Linked DNA regions of Anas platyrhynchos: region 2 is linked to region 1. Evidence: chromatin contacts called from public Hi-C data. All regions are on one chromosome and are shown on one strand. Each heading gives the region's core, a stretch centred on a gene start, on an enhancer-like site or on the middle of the called end of the contact. The rest is flanking DNA. Distances are from core to core; before and after follow the strand shown.

Region 1 (7,652 bases), core at 2,107-4,606:
TGCGACCACACCACCTCTGATGGCTGAGAGTGAAAATAAGAGCCCTACAAATCAGTGCGGAGTGGGGAAGAATAGAAAACACACGACAGTGTCTGGGTCTTGGAGCAATTCTTTGCAGAGATGAGATTTCACCTCTGGCCTTTGAAGTGATGCTCGCCTCCTGCAGAAAGCTGTTTCTCATTACACACCTGCACAACCCCATTTAATTCACTCGGAAAGGTGGACGACAGAACAGCGCTGGGGGTTTCGAGTCTAGCACAAGTGTCTTGTCCCCTGGCATTTCCAGTGAATTAAAAAATAAAAAAATCTCTTCTGCAGCCAGGCAAACAGCTGGTTAGCCAGCCCAGCCAGTCAGGCAAAATGTGCCTTCATAATCAAAAACAACCTCTGAAGTTTCAAGGCACACTCTGTCTTGCACATCCCAGCCCCCGTGTCTGAACACATTGCAGCTGGTTTGACAAAAATCAGCTCCTGCCTTTTTTTTTTTTTTTTTTTTTTTTTTTTTTTTTTGAGATTCAGCCCAGAGAAACCCAACCCCGTGCTGGTGGCTGCAGGGGGGCACCGAGGGCTGTGCCCAACCCCTAGGCAGGGCTCAGCACCCTCCTGTCCCCCCCCCCACAGGGCTGCAAACACAGGGCAAAGAGCAGGGAGATGCTCTGCCTTTAGCTGCCCTGGGGGAGAATTCACAGCTTCCCAGCTTCAGGAACCGGGAGAGAAACATCAAGTGCCTAAGAGCACACGTGAAGGCTCGGGTCTAGGTGGATCAGCACGAGCTGAACCTTGCCCTAGCAGCCACTTCTCCACTGCTCTCCTTGCCTGACCACAAACGGGCTGCCCAAAGCCATCCGACCCCCCGAGCTCACTTCATGCTCTTCCTAAAGCCTGCAAGGCAGCTGGTGGTGCAGCAGAAAGCGATTTCAGCAACAGCTGGGCTGTAAACCCTCACCTCCAACAAGCAGCACCTGCGTCGGCAGCACGAGGCTCCTGCCACGGGGGCTGCAATCTAGGGCAGCTCCCCATCCTTAAACCCCTGCCTATTTCCCCACGGGGCAAACATTAAACTGAAGTTGGGTTGTAGGACTCTGATGTGCCAGTCCCTGCACAAGTGCAGCTCCAGCGAGATGATTTACGGTCGGTAACATCAGCAGAAGGCAGTTTGATGGGTTTACAGCCTGGCGAGCCCAGAGGAAGCCCCACAGCACTGTTCCACCCCGGGAAGAGCCCTCGGTGCGTGCTGCTTCCCCATCACCAGCAGGTCCACGTGCCAGCAGGAGCACTCACAGACAGAGCTGCCCTTTCACCTGCATGGTTGGGGTTTTCCACCCTGGCTGGCTGTGGGATCAAGGTCTCCATTTCAGCTGCTCCTGTGCACGCAGCAGAACACGCTTTGGGCCCCAAAACACGGCTCAGTTTGGCGCCCAGCACCCCGCAGGCGAGCTGTCCTCAGCCACAGCAGCTCCCCCAGCGCACGTGGCCGTGCTTTGCTGGCTGGGGAGCCACGAGGGCCACAAACCCACTGTTACCCTGAACAAAACTCTGAAAAAAAAAAAAAAAACAGGGAAAGGCGCTTGCATGGCAGCGTGCTTGCACAGCACACAGCAGAACTCCAGATAACGTTACGTTATTTATCTGTGAATGCTTTGACACCCAGATTCTCACATGCCCTCGTGACCAGGAAATTTCCCCTCCCTTTTTACCAAGCTCTGGGCTGTTCAAACAGGACAGCAGCTTCCCAGCTGCCCATGGGCACGGCAGCTGCGGGGCCGGGGACGCACGGCCAGGTTTTGTTGGTTTCTCATCGATTTTCATTTCCCGATTTCCACGCAAATGCCGTGCGGCTCAGCACGCGGGAACACGGAGAGCTGCAAACCAGCCAGGCAGAGCCAATCTGGTGTTCAAGCATCCTTCCACCAAAACAATCCCAGATGGAAACACGCCCAGGGAGGGAACCCTAAAGCCTTAGGGTCACCCGACCCCAAATCCTGGTGGTGGGCAGCGCTGAGCCCAGCCCTACAGCACCATGCCCCCAGGTCCGGGGCAGGCTGGCAGAGCTCCTGGGGAGTGTTTTCTTCTCGTTTTTGATCTTTCTGGGCAAACTTTTGCCCCTCGGGCCAGCAACCCTGCCAGGACAGCGCTCAGAGCACCGCTCCTGCAGCGCATCAAAGCCGAACATAAGCCTCGAGAAAAGCCCTGGAAGTAACCACGCCAGCCTCATCCCGGCCGTGCTGGCTGCTTTTGTTTCGAGAGGGCTATAAATATGGGGGGGGGGGCACACACAGACTGCCTTCTTCCCCCGGGGCGGTTTCTCCCCCCCCCAGCCCCCTTGTGCAGCCGCTGCCGGCTTCCCAGCCCTGAGCCCCGGTGCTGGGGCTGAGCCTCGGGGTACGGGTTTGGAGCTAAAATAGGGGGGTTGGGGGCTAAGGGCAGCCGGGGGGGCTGGAAAAAAAGCTCTACACACACACACACACACCTATCCACGCCCGCACTCACTCATCCCACGAAGTTTTGCAAGAACAACACAAAGAGCCCTATACGCATACCACCACCCCCCCAAAAAAAAATAATAAAAAATAAAAATCCAATGAATACCTGGGACATCTGGGGCCTGAAGTTGATGTCCTTGAGGTCGATGGAGCCGGGGGAGAGGTTGTGGAGCAGCTGGCACAGCAGCACCCCGTCCCGCAGCGCCTGCGCCAGGTCGAAGACCACCGCCGAGGGCCAGACCACCCGGTGGTTGGGGGGCAAAACTTTGCAGTCGATGAGCCAGCGGCCGCACTGCCTCCACTCCTCCATGGCCACGACCTTCCTCCTCCTCCTCCTCCTCTTCCTCCTCCTCCCTGCTCAGGGGCAGCGGGCGGCTGCCGCCGCGCTACCGCCCCGCTCCATCGCCGCTCACCGCCCGGGGAAGCATCGGCGGGGAGGAGGAGGAGGAGGAGGAGGAAGGAGGAGGAAGGGGAGGAGGGGGACGGCGCCGAGTTTTCCGGCGGAGGGCTGCCCCTGCCCCCGCTGCGGCCCCACCGCCGGGGCTAGGCGCGCCGCATCGGCCCGGGAACAAAGGGGCCACCCCCGCGCAACTTCGTGTCCCCCCTCCCCGGCCCGGGGAAACTTGCTCCTGCCGCTGCTGCTTTTGCTGCTTTTGCTCCTTTTGCTCCTGCTTTTGCTCCTCCTGCAGCCGCTGCTCCTGCTCCCGAAGCTGCTCCTGCTCCCGAAGCTGCTCTCGCTCCTGGTGCTGCTCCTGCTTTTGCTCCTGCCCCCGCCCCACCTGCACAGCCGCGGAGCTGGCGCTGGGGACGCCCCCGCTGCCGTCGCGGGTGGGAATTTGCTGCCCCCCCCCTCCCCTCACCACCACCACCACCCCCGGGCCGAAGCCCCCGCCCCGCCGGGAGGAGCTCCCGGCCCGCCCCCGCCGCCCCTTTGTCTGCGGGAGCGCTGCACGCCTCCTTTCCTTCCCTTTTATTTTTTTTTTTATTTTCCCCTTTATTTTCTCTCTTTGCACCCCCCCCCGCTCCCTCCTCCTGCAGCTCCCCGCTCCCCGTCCTGCTGCGGACCCCCCCCAGCCGCCCGCTGCTCCGCTCCCCCCCGGCCCCCGTTCGCATTTGGGGTCCCCAAGACCCCCCCCCAGCAGCCTCCCGGCCCTCCCCCGAGCAGCCGCTGCTTTGTCTGGCTCCACGCTCCCCCTCTCCGGCTCGTGTTTGGGCTGCAAATACTGCAGGGGAGATGTTTAACCCAAACAAGCGATCGTGTTCCTTGACTTTCAAACACGAAGACAACTCCTATAATTAATTACCAGCGTATTTATTGCAAACCTCAACTCTTGGCCATTAACTCCTTGGCAGCAAACTCCTGAAAATCTCTAATTTTCCCTCGGTGGCTCCCATCCAAATCAGCACACTTCAGAGCAGCCTCTTTTCAAATCTGGTCTGAGTTTTCTTTGGAGATCCTCTCCCAAGAGTTTGTCAATTAATTTTCGTCCTGGCTTTCCAGATAGCCAACACCGGAAGCCGAGGCTGGGACGAAGGGAAGCTATTAACCTGGATGTCAAACAAATGCAACGCTAATCTCTTCCAAATGTAGCCAAGTGGAGATAAAGAAGAAAGAGCAACTCTGCTGGCATGACCCTTCGCTTCCAGGATGGGAAGGAAGATCCCTGTAAAGAATGAAAAACAATTGTTTGATATTCCAAGGACAGTTTGGAGAAGCTTTTTTATTTTTTTATTTATTTTTTTTCAAATAGCACGGGAAGTGCTTCTTTTAGCCTGATGTGCTGGCGCTCGATCTGCCCCCGGTCTGGCTGCGTGCGGTGCCTGGTGCGCCTCTGGCAGGGCAGGATGGGTGCGAGTATAAACGGAGAGGGAACAGCATCCCTGTGCCCCGGCCTCGCAATCAGAGCTGTGCCCTGCCCTGGGTGTACTGGGGAGCATGCTGATCCGCAGCTCCCCGTACCCTGCGGAGGTGATTTCTCTCCATAACTTTCTCATTCCTGAAGTTCACCATTAAGCCTCTCTGCCTGGGCTCCAGCAGCACCCAGTGGGCAGGAGTCACGCAGCCATTGAAAGGCGTGGAGTCCTGCCAGGGATAATTTTGGGTCACTGAGCCCTAGTCTGCCCTGTGAGATCAGGTCTGTAGGTAGAGGGCTACAGAGGAGTTTATTATATGCGTATAATTAAAGCTGCTTGCTATGGCCTGGCTTTTTTTACTGCATAATAAAACCCCTGCTTGGCCCCCGGACACTTAGGACCGATCGCCGCAGCTGCAAAGCCAGCATCTGCGTGGGAGGTGCTGAAGCAAGGACGCTTCTCACCCACCTCTGCAGCAGGAAAAACAGCTGATAGCAGGGATTTCTGAGAGGGGAAACAACTGGAAGGCAAGGCTCGGCGACGAGCGTGCAGCCAGCACGCACTCTTGTGGGCTGCGAGCTGCAGATCATACAAACGTCCTGAACCCGGGAGTATGGGACAAGCAAAGAGGATCTGGGAACTGCTTCCAGTGTGAACCTAAAGCTGAAAGGGGGATTGGACAAATGAAAGGAGGACGGGGTGGGTTTTGTGCTCCCCTCTCCTGCCCCTTGGCACTGCTGGGAATGACAGGGAATGATGGACAGCCAAGGAATGACAGACAGCCTGGGAATGAGAGACAGGCAGGGAACGAGAGACAGCCAGGGAATGACAGGCAGCCAGGGAACGACAGACAGCCAGGGAACGAAGGACAGGACAGCCCGGGGCAGCGGCGGAGCTGCTGGCAGAGGCTGACACCACCCTCTGCTGGGCACCCAGCGCGCTGCTCTCGGCCCTCGTGGCCCATCCTCGTGTTGCTTTCTCAAGTGAGGGGCCTGAGAGATGAGCGCTGGAAAAATACTAAAACAGAACTAGTAACAGAAGGGGCTTCATGGCTTTTCATCCCCGGGGTCTCAGTAACTCGGTGCCGGCAGGAGCCCCCAGCTGGAGCATGCAGAGAAGCTGCCACCACGCTGCCTCTTAGGAGCATCCATCTGAAAACCTCCCTTAAATACCAGGGCCGTGCCTCCACAAAATCCCCATTTCTGAGTGTCCGTGGATTGCCATTGCCACCTTCTGGATCAGGCTGCGTGTGCACCAGCCTGTCCCACAGGACACCCATCCCCAGCTGGGGCCTGGCTGCCCGGGCAGGAGCTGTCAGCAGTCACCGTGCAGCCTGGTACCACTTGTATCACACCCTGAGACCCTGCGGGTTCCCTTCTCCAGCTATTTTAGGAAAGCTGCGGGAGGCACAGCTCGGCCAACGGTGCTCAGCAGTGGCTCTTGCTCGATCCTCGTGGAGACCCGAGGCTGCTGTGGAGCTCCTGAACCCCTGCACACCCAGAGCAGCCGATGGGGTGAGTGCCTGCGGGCTGGCAAAGGGGAGCAGGAAAGTGAAAAACAAATCTGGTTCCACTCAGTGATTTCACATTTTGCTCTGCAGCTTCCCCAGCGTGGGGCCTGGGCTGGCTCCTGTCTCTGCTGTGCTAGCGGGAGGGGATCAGGCGGAGCTGGGACATCTCCAGTGCTGACCACATCCATGCGTCCATCCTGCCGTTGTCCTTCCTTCCTTCCCTCCTCCCCTTGGGAAGCGGGCAGGAATTCCTTTTCTCTCCCTCTGTGCTTCCGCGCAGCCTTTGCTTGTTTCTCCCTCCTCCTTTTCCCTTTAATTAAATTACCCTCATCTCCCCCCACGGGTTGTTTTTTTCCCTTTCCAGCATACTGTCCTCTCCCCCCCTTCTAAGGACGGGGAGCGTGAGAGCGGCTGGGGCTGCGTTCAGCTGCCCAGCAGGGCAAAAACCCCACCAGGGCGCTGCCTTAGCGGGCGGTACGAAGCTTGGCAGCTGAGATTTATCTCCACCAGCATATAAATAAAATAAATAAGTAAATAAATAAGCAAATAAATAAGTAAATAAATAAGTAAATAAACAAGTAAATAAATAAATAATAACCATCTCCCTTCGCTCAGCTCTCTTGCTCCATGCCAGGGGAACCCCAAGATGCTGCTATCGGGGCGCTCCTCGCCCCAAAGCCAGCACCGGGAGCGGCTGGGGGCGGGCAGGAGGCGAGCACCGGGTCCCCCCCCGAGTCCCCCCCCGGTCCTCCCCGGCTCCGCCCCGGCCCCGTCCTCTCCCCCCCGCCGTTGGCTGCGGCTCCTCCCCGCCGTGATGCGCTCGGGAGGCGCCTCCGCAGCCGCTCCGCGGAGCCGCGCCGGGGCCGAGCCGAGCCGGGCCGGGCAGCGCAGGCACGGTGGGGCCGGGGGGGGGGGGGGCAGGGAGCGCCCAAGGGTGGGGGGCACCCTAAAGGGGGGCAAGGGGTGGGGGTGGGAAAACCGTGGAGGGGTGGGAAAAGGGTGGAGGGGGGGAAAAAGGGGGGTGGTGCCAGGCCTTGCTGTGACCCCTGCTTTGTGTCCCCCCCCCCCTCCAGGTTGAAGCCCCTCGGAGTGGTGCTGTCGGGAGGTGATGGGTGGCCCAGGAGGGGTGCGGAGACGTGGAGGCAGCGTCTTGGGTTGTGTTGGGCGCTATCCATCAAGAAGGGACTGGGGGAGCGCCGGGCTGGCGTCGGCGTGAGGTCACGCAGTGGGGCTGAGGTCACCGACGGGCGCTGAGGTCACGCACGAGGTCACGCACAAGCCTGGATGCTGCTGGGGGCCCTTTAGGTGTGCCCTACAATTCGGGGCTCCATCCTTTGGAGAGGCGACCCTCAGCTGGAGCCGCTCGCCCCATCACTCCCAGCTTCGTGCGCCCGGCCCCGCTGCAAGATGAAACGGGCACCAACACCACCGCTGGGTGAGCTTCTGGAAAAGCCCTGGCTTGTTCCCTAAGCAAGGCCAGGCTGCCTGCTGTGATTTTTGGGTGCGCACATCCCCGTGCCCTCTTCTGAGGGGTGCTGGTACCAGGCACACAGCTCGCAGCCCCCAGGAGCTGTGCCCCTGGGGATGTTCTCCCCTGAGCACCAAGCTGCCGTCGGTCTGCACCGCCCCAGCGGGGTGTATTTCGGAGCTGCCGGGAGGAAGATCTCACCTTTGAAGGTGCCCTTGAGCAGATGACTGACAAGGTGATGAACGGGAGGGTGCCCCTGCCCGAAAAAGCCTTGTCCGAGGGCTATGCCCGGCTGCGCTACAGGGACACCTCGCTGCTCATCTGGCAGCAGCAGCAG
Region 2 (7,652 bases), core at 3,770-6,269, 38 kb before region 1:
CAGAGCTGCACGGCTGTGCCCTGCTCCTGTGCACTGCCCCCACGTCCACCACATCCCATCTCAATGCTCAGCACCCACGGAGGTGCAGCAGAAGCCACCCGTCCAGAGCTGGACACGAGGCACAGACCAGCACACCGAGCCCCAGCACCTGTCCTCCACGTTGCAGCTCAGGCTCCGAGCCCCGTGGCATGAAAATCCCTCGAGCACTTTGCAAATACCTGGGTGCATAGCATGGAGCAGGAAAGCAAACAGCCCGGCTGCAGCCCTGCCTTCTCCAAACAGCAAGGCTGCCAGGGGCTCTGCAAAGAGCTGCCGGCCAGATCCTTCTTTTCCCTTTCTCCCTAAGGCAAGAATTAATTAATTAATTTATTTATTTATTTCCAAAAAGACCAAGTGCACCATGGATAATCATGGGTATCAACATCCTTCTTCCATTTCATCTGCTCCACTGCCCAGAATACAAACATACAGGGGAAAAAAGATCCATATACGTATCTTGTATCTGTTATCTCTCTCTGCCAGTCCTCCGACCAGCTTTGCTGAACACGCAGGTAATCCAGAGAGCTGAATTACACCGGTTCCCCTAATGAGCACTGCCGGGTAACGTCTCCTACCTGCCCTTTCTTTTAGCAGGGTCACTCATATTTATAGCCGTGCTTCATGTTTCCTTAAGTGTGCCCTTGTTGTGGCATTTGCTTGTTTATGTTTCAGAAGAAAACAAGGTTAAAAAAAAAAAGGGGGGGGGGATTTAATGCAGCTTGGAATAGAAATGAGCAAAACCACAAAAGTCTAAAGATCTGCTCGTCCTTCAGACAGCTCGCACTACCAGGAACTCACTACCGCTTGTTTTAATCGATCGCTGCCTCTTTACAAACCTCTTTGTGGCGAGGCAGAGCTGGAGAAGTGTCTGGGAGGAGCGAAGGGCCTGACATGAGATGTGCTCCGGCCGTTTTACACGGCTCCAGGAGTCCTCGTGCAGCACCAGGTGCCAGCAGCAGCGGGAGGATGCTTCCACTGCACGCCCCCCGACAGCCTTGGTGCAGCCACAAGAGCCTTCACCTTCTCCATCAGTACCACCTGCAGCCCTCAGCACCACCTCCAGGGCTTCCAGCACTGCCCTTCCCCTGAATTTTGGAGGCCTTTGCCGTGGTGGCAGCACACCCAACCCAAGCATCCCTGGCCACCGACTGACCCTGCTGCGTCCCCAGGTGTTTCCTCCTTAGCTTAGAGCAGGGCAGGTTTCCTCAGCCTTCCCTCTCGTGTTTCTAATCCTTCCCAATCAGGGTTAAAGCTGACCAGCACAATAATGCGGTGGAGGTTCAGGCTCTGTTGCTCCTCTGAAGGATAACTGCTCCTCCGCCAGCCGTCGGCCAAGTCGAGGCACATTACGAGCAGTCAGGAGGTGTGCCAATGCTCCGGCGAGGGACAATTACACCACTTTATGTGCCAGAAAACGGCTATAGCTGCTTGGAGAGGCTGCCCACAGCACCCAAGCAGGTCCTTTCAGAGGACCGTGGGGACCTGGCTGCCACCACACCTCCAGCAGGTCCCACGCAGGGATGTGCGGGGGCTGCCAGAGGGGCAGAGCTGCTGGGATGAGCTTGGGTTCCCCACCAGTTTAGCTCCTCAGACAAAGCCAGTTAGGGTCCAGACAAATGCTTCTCCAGCCTGTAGCCTACCCTGCATGGAGAACTCCTGGCCAGTTTTGTGAAGATGCTAACAATAAAGATTTTATGGCAGCCAAAGACATGAGTGCTTGAGGCCAGCACCCTGCTCGGGGCAGCCCAGCTGCAGATCTTTTCCATGGGGGCCCCAGGGAGAAGAATGTCTCCAACCCATCCCTCCTCTCCTCCCCAGGACCTGCTGGCCCAGCTCCATGCTGCAAACACAGGGGCGAGGGAAACCCAGACAGAAGCAACCCGTAATTTTACAGCCCCAGTCTGCTGCACGGACCCACCGCAAGCGCTCAGGAATCAGGACATGGTCCAAGGCTGCCCGCTCCCTAACATTACAGAAAGAACCACCTCCTCGGCATTCTCCATAAAGCCTCAGTCCCAGGAACCTCGCAATTACTTGCTAACTGAGCTTTCAGTTTTATTTTTAAGTTTTTAGCCCCTCAAAACTGCAGAAAAAAGCCCAAAGCATTATTCAAGCGCTCCCTGCTCGCTTAAAAAACAAAAACCCTCTAGAAATAATGGGGTTAAGAGCCTGCTGCACACCCCTACACCAAGCCAGGGCACAGGAGGTCCAGACAGAGCCAGCAAGCCCCTACCTCAAGGGACAGTTAAAGCAGAGGACACGGCCAAAGTGCCACCCACAAACATCCCCACTCCACCCAGGGTTCAGAGCTCGACCTCCCCAAAAACCTCAGCCCCACACCCCTGTGTCACCAGCTGAGCTTCTGGGCCCGGCGCCACCCACCCGTAGCCACCCTGGCAAGGCTCTGGCCTCTCTCCGGGTGTCCCAGTTTACCCAGTAAACCCTTGCACTACCACACCGAGGCAGGGGTGTGTGCACGGCCAAAAAGCCATCCCCAAAAGTGACATTTTGCAGCCAGCCTGCTGGAGGAGAAGCAGGGCTGGGAAAACACCCCAAGAGGAGCTTCAACACAAGTATTAACCCCTCATCATCCCCCCCCCCAGTCCTCCCAGTTCTCCCCAGTGAAGGCGATGGCCTGCGTGTCCTGGTTTGCCCGGGAAGGTCGGAGAGGGCCCGAGCCCAGCAGGCGCTGAGCAGCCAGCGCTAACGGCGAGGCTGCAGCACGGGGCCACTTCATCAATGCGCAAATGGAATTTGCCAGGAGGCATTTTAAGAGTCAATTCTTCACACTCCAGTAATTAGAACAATGTTATGAAAAAAGGCAAGGGGGCGGGCGGGAGGCAGCACACACTGGGGTTTGGCCGGTGGAGGAAGCGGGCTGAGCAAACAGAGCGAAGCGAGGCCCCTGGGCAAGGGCCCTTCACATGGCTCCCCGCGGGCTGGAGTTAAGCCAGCCGTTTATCTACTTCCCAACTGCAGCTTTTTCTACGCCTGCATGTTTTTTAAAGCAAGTTTTGTACTTAGATCAAACGTGGGCTGCTGTTCCTGACCCAGCTTTCTTCTTTACCTCGAAAACACCACCACGGGCAATGGCTTTTCCCGACACATTCAGTTCAAGGTCCTACCACAGGATCGCCTGGTGACTGATAAATCTTTGTGCATGACCTAAGACATCAGAAACATCTAACCCCAGTGATGGTTTGCTCTCAAAATTAGATTCCCTCGGAGAAGCTGTTACATAAGGTCTCCAAAATCAGAAGAGTGGTTGTGTTAGCTGGAAATGCTGGATGGGAACTTAAAGCATCTCCCACACTGGGATCAACCATCCCAACTGAAAAATGAAACAAACCCAAACAAACCCACATGCTGGTGGATCTGCCTCTAACATCTGAGGATCTGGTGGGCTCCATTTGCTGCTGCTCCCCAGGGTCCCACATCATGCGCCCATACACAGAGCCCTCGCAGCCAACTTGGCCACGTTAGTTCCAGAAGCCAGAAGTTTTGTTTGTTTGTTTTAATTTACTGCGCAAGTCTAGCATCTGAAAAGGCTGCTTTCCAGCAGGATTACTGTGTGGTGTTCAGGACACACCGCCACTCTACAATGGTCATTCAGACTCACAGGGAAGTGGGACCCGGGCAGTTCAGTTCCCATCTGCAACAAGCTGTGATCTCAGCTCTGCTGAGAGCACAGAGCTCCTTTTGATAAATCACCACGTACACAGACTACAGCACCATTTCAGCATGAGAGAAATATATTCAGTTTTTCCAATAATCTTTGCAGTCCGCTGTAAAGGCCGGGTTTCTCTTCCCCGCTGCAGAGCTGCACCCACCAGACTCAGGCACGCTTTGGGACCCAAGTCCTCTGCCTCGCACCCTGTGTCTCCAAGAACTTCTTGCACATAAGTGCTCCAGCACTGTCTTTGCTGACTTTGTCTTTGCATGCACCCAGAGGAGGCTGAAGAGCCAGAGGAACACCCCCAGTGTCACACTTATGCTCAGGAGCCTCCTGGGATCCCCACCTCTGCACACCAGTAGCACCAGCACCAAGGGGTCTGCTTACTGGGAGAGGGCTTTTCTCATTTTTTTCCCCTTAAGACAACCCTGTTTTCTTTGTCAAAACACCTCTTTTAAGTCTGGTCTCTCTAGAGGTGTATTTTAAGTTAGATGCACAAAGTGAGACAAGAGCACACCTTTATCTGCACGATATTCATTATTCTCTGTGGGACATTCATTGCATCCTCAAGGACCATACAATGCAAATATCTGTGTGACTGTCTCCCTGCCCATATGAGTAATTTACCTGTCTTCAACAAGATGCTCTTAAAGGCTGGGTACTGCACCAGGCCGGGGCCCACAGCTGCTGGGTCTCCATCGCTGCCCCCCTGCTACCACTCTGCAGGGCCTGGGCAAAACTGCTGCTTCTTGGGCCACATCTGCACCAACTCAGAACCCAGATATTATACGAGTTCTCCTCACTGCTGAGCCCCTTTGTGGCTCCTTTTAAGCTAGACACGTTCTCCAGAGCTGCCTGAAGTCGGGGAGATCCCGAAGGTGGCAAACACAGGAGATGGAGACGAGCTCTGCCACCCAGCAGAGGCCGAAGAGAAGCTGCTGGACACCAGCAGCTGGCATCAGCAGTGAGGCACCAAGATGAAGCCTTGCCCTAGGATTAGGGAGGGAAGCACCACTCCCAAAGTCCCAGAAGAACATACACCCTGCTGGCTCCGATCTGCCTTACTCCCAGCCCATTTGCATTTAGCTCCTTCCCCTGAACCACCTTTTTCAAAACTTCAGTAACAGGCTGTGAAATCCCCACCATCTGTTAGCCAGGGGAAAAGCTCCACCGCAGCTCAATCAGCCTCTCCCACACAAGCCTTATTCATTAGGAGGAATGACTGCAAACATTTACCAAGTCCGTGCTGGCTCAGAAATTCCTGAAGTTACTAACAACAGGCTTGGGATAGGGAACTTTGACAAACGCCCCTAAACAGAGCGTGCCCACGTCGTTAGCTTTACCCAGGGTGCATTAAGGCTGCTTTCTTGCTACCGTGATTATGCTTTAATATGTAATTAGTAGGAAGAAAATGATGTTGAAGAGGAGAATGCCTCACTTACACACACGCCATTAAGACTGAGAGTATAAATGAGCGAGCTGCGGCATCGCCATCTGAGGCTCATTAACTCGATCTGCAAAGCATCGGGGGCTGGCAAGCACTGCTGTCCGGCTGCAGGTACAGCAAAAAAACTGCACATCGACACTGGTGGCAGGCACCGTGCCTCCCCTCCTCTTCCTCGCCTAGCTCAAAGCCTGGCAAAGTCGGGGAGGGCTGGGAAATGCAGAGGCACTTGTCCCCAGGAGACACACAGCAGGAAAATAATAGTTTGAAATGTCACACAGCCCACGCAGGTGGCTTTCACATGTCTCCGTGATCCTGGCTTCACCTGCGATGCTCAGGGAAACTATTTAAAACCCATTCAAAGGGAATTCTTCCCTGCCAGCACTGTAGATCCAAGCCACCTGATGCCGTGTCAGTGCCCTGATGCGCCCAGTGCAGCCCCTACAGGTCTGGGACACCCATCACCAAGCTCTCCAGCCCCCCCAGCTCCACACACCCAGCCAGAGAGGGCAGGGGGATCACCCGGAGGAATCCTGAAAGTACAGGATTTGAAGGCAGTTTTGAAGAAATAACTCATTTCTGAAGGAAAAGGGGAAAAAAAAAGTCTGGAAGCGCTCCAAGAACAAACAAGCAGCCCATTTTGAAAGAGTGGAACAAAACAGTCTGAGATGCCTTTTTTTTTCTTTTTTTTTTTTCTTTTTTTTTTTTTTAAATTCTCTCGAACAAGGCGGGGATGGAAAGGAGAAACCTCATCGCCAGCAAGCTGTGGCACGAGGGCAGCCCCCGTGCATGGAGCTGCTCCATGCCAGCAGCAGCACCCCCTAAGTCAGCCTCAAGAAAATGAAGCCTCTTGAATCAGGAGATGGCAGGAGACCTGGGTGTTAATAGCAAACCTCACCGAAACCATGCCCTGCTGAGGAGCCGAGGTTTCAACACAGGATTTTTCTGCCCCCACTTTGAGCAATGTTTATTTGCCGTGAAACATTAACGTTTTGCTTCGATATGTGACTGTCCGAATGCCAAGTGTGGATGCAGGAGGAGGCTGACCTGGCCAAATCAGGTCCCCCCCTCCCTGTGCGCCCCAGCCCTGGCCCCTTCTGCCAGGATGAGCCGGGGAATGGGCACCAGGCACCCCGGCTCCATCCCAGCATCAGGGTGCCTGTTTTGGGGCACGATGCTTTGATATGCTAACTTGTACCCGCCCTCCTTTGCCCCAGGAGGAATCGGTTTGCTGCAGAAGCTTTTTGTCCTCCCCTTTTTCTTTAATCTGTTTCACAGGGAAGATGCCGAGCAGAATTACCCTGAGCACGGGGGTTTGTGAAGTTCGGTCATGGCAGTGCTTTCAGGCTGAGAGTTTCGCTTTTTGCACGTTCTGCTAAAACATGGCTACACCCACACGTTAATCTGTTTCAAGAAATGTTAATTATTCTTCATAACCGAAGCATTTGGCCTTGAGACAGTTTCATTATCAGACGCTGAAACTCAGAGGCTAGGAAATCTGGGGAAGATTTTAATGAAGAAACAGAAGATCCCTGGCTCGTTACAGAATAAAACCCTCCTTTTATTCCGAGACTGCTTTAAATGACATTACACGGGATGTATTTCCTTCCTTTCCCAAAGCACAAGCACGCTGAACGGTTGAGCTCAAGTGATGCCAGATGCACTAATGGAGCGCTGAAGGACTGACTCTGCCTGTTGACACCTTTCAGTTGTGATGACCACGGCCAAATCGTTAAGTCACAAATGGCCAGTGATGTAATAATAATAATAAAAAAAAAAAAAAAAAAGTCTTGTGGGGTTCTAAAGCAGCCAGGCATTTTTCAAACAACAGACAAAAGCTGCAGGGTCACAGAAAAGAGACAAACTGCACCCCATCCCTTTTTGAGGGCACAGACGGGTGAATGTTTTACTGCTCTCAGGTTTTTCAAAGAAACAAATATCCCCATCCCCCAATCTTTTCTAATATGAGGACAAGAAGAACTCAGCCAAATCACAGAAGCGCAGGAAGATCAGTTTTGTACACGGTAAGGACACGTGTTTACCCACGTCCTGATCGATACCTCCGGCCCCCTGCACATTACAACACTTCGGCTGTAGTTTGAGGCCCAACAGCACAATCCTCCCATGCAGGCTATGGGAGTTAGGAAAGATCCTGCCCGTGCTTGTTTGATCTGAAACATAATACCCCTTAATGTGACCCCTTGGAAAAATACTGGGGAAAGCAGCCAAGAGGGGAGGAAAAAAAAAAAAGAAAAAAAGCAAAGCTTCCAAAGCTTCCCAGAACGAACATTTCTGGCTCTTTCAGTTCCACGGAGGAGCTGTGCATCTATAAACAGTGCTGGTTTGGAAGCAGGAGAGGGAGGAAAAGGAGAAAGGAGAAGGAGAAAGCAGAGATAACCAGGCACCTCGCAGCTTAAAGCTCTGCTTTTTAAGCAGCCTCTCCTCCAGCCCAGCCAGGGACAGGAGGGGACAGTGCAGGCACAGTTCAGTGCCCAG

The links. Hi-C and Micro-C count contacts between places; a contact is called where the count stands out from the background.
Region 2: a contact with region 1 is called in a Hi-C map of liver, with 3 times the contacts expected there. The contact joins the enhancer-like site here to the promoter of VAV2 in region 1. A contact is called at or near these places in 2 of 8 Hi-C or Micro-C datasets (liver and skeletal muscle).

The regions. Positions count from the first base shown.
Region 1 is chr18:8,899,126-8,906,777 of IASCAAS_PekinDuck_T2T, reverse strand. VAV2 (vav guanine nucleotide exchange factor 2) reads right to left here and starts at 3,356. Exons shown (of 28, transcript XM_027471053.3): 1 at 2,590-3,356. The coding sequence starts at 2,793. LOC110351613 (a long non-coding RNA gene) reads right to left here and starts at 6,599. Exons shown (of 2, transcript XR_003500981.3): 1 at 6,446-6,599; 2 at 3,775-4,147. It overlaps BRD3OS (BRD3 opposite strand), which reads left to right and starts at 6,622. Exons shown (of 2, transcript XM_072025475.1): 1 at 6,622-6,738; 2 at 6,921-7,652. The coding sequence starts at 7,539.
Region 2 is chr18:8,939,243-8,946,894 of IASCAAS_PekinDuck_T2T, reverse strand. All of the region lies in intron 2 of VAV2 (vav guanine nucleotide exchange factor 2), which reads right to left. Among named protein-coding and RNA genes, the nearest start is that of VAV2, 40 kb to the right of the region's middle. Within about 2 kb of position 5,019, at least 2 of the 8 cell types and tissues checked have an H3K27ac peak or open chromatin away from gene starts, as enhancers often do.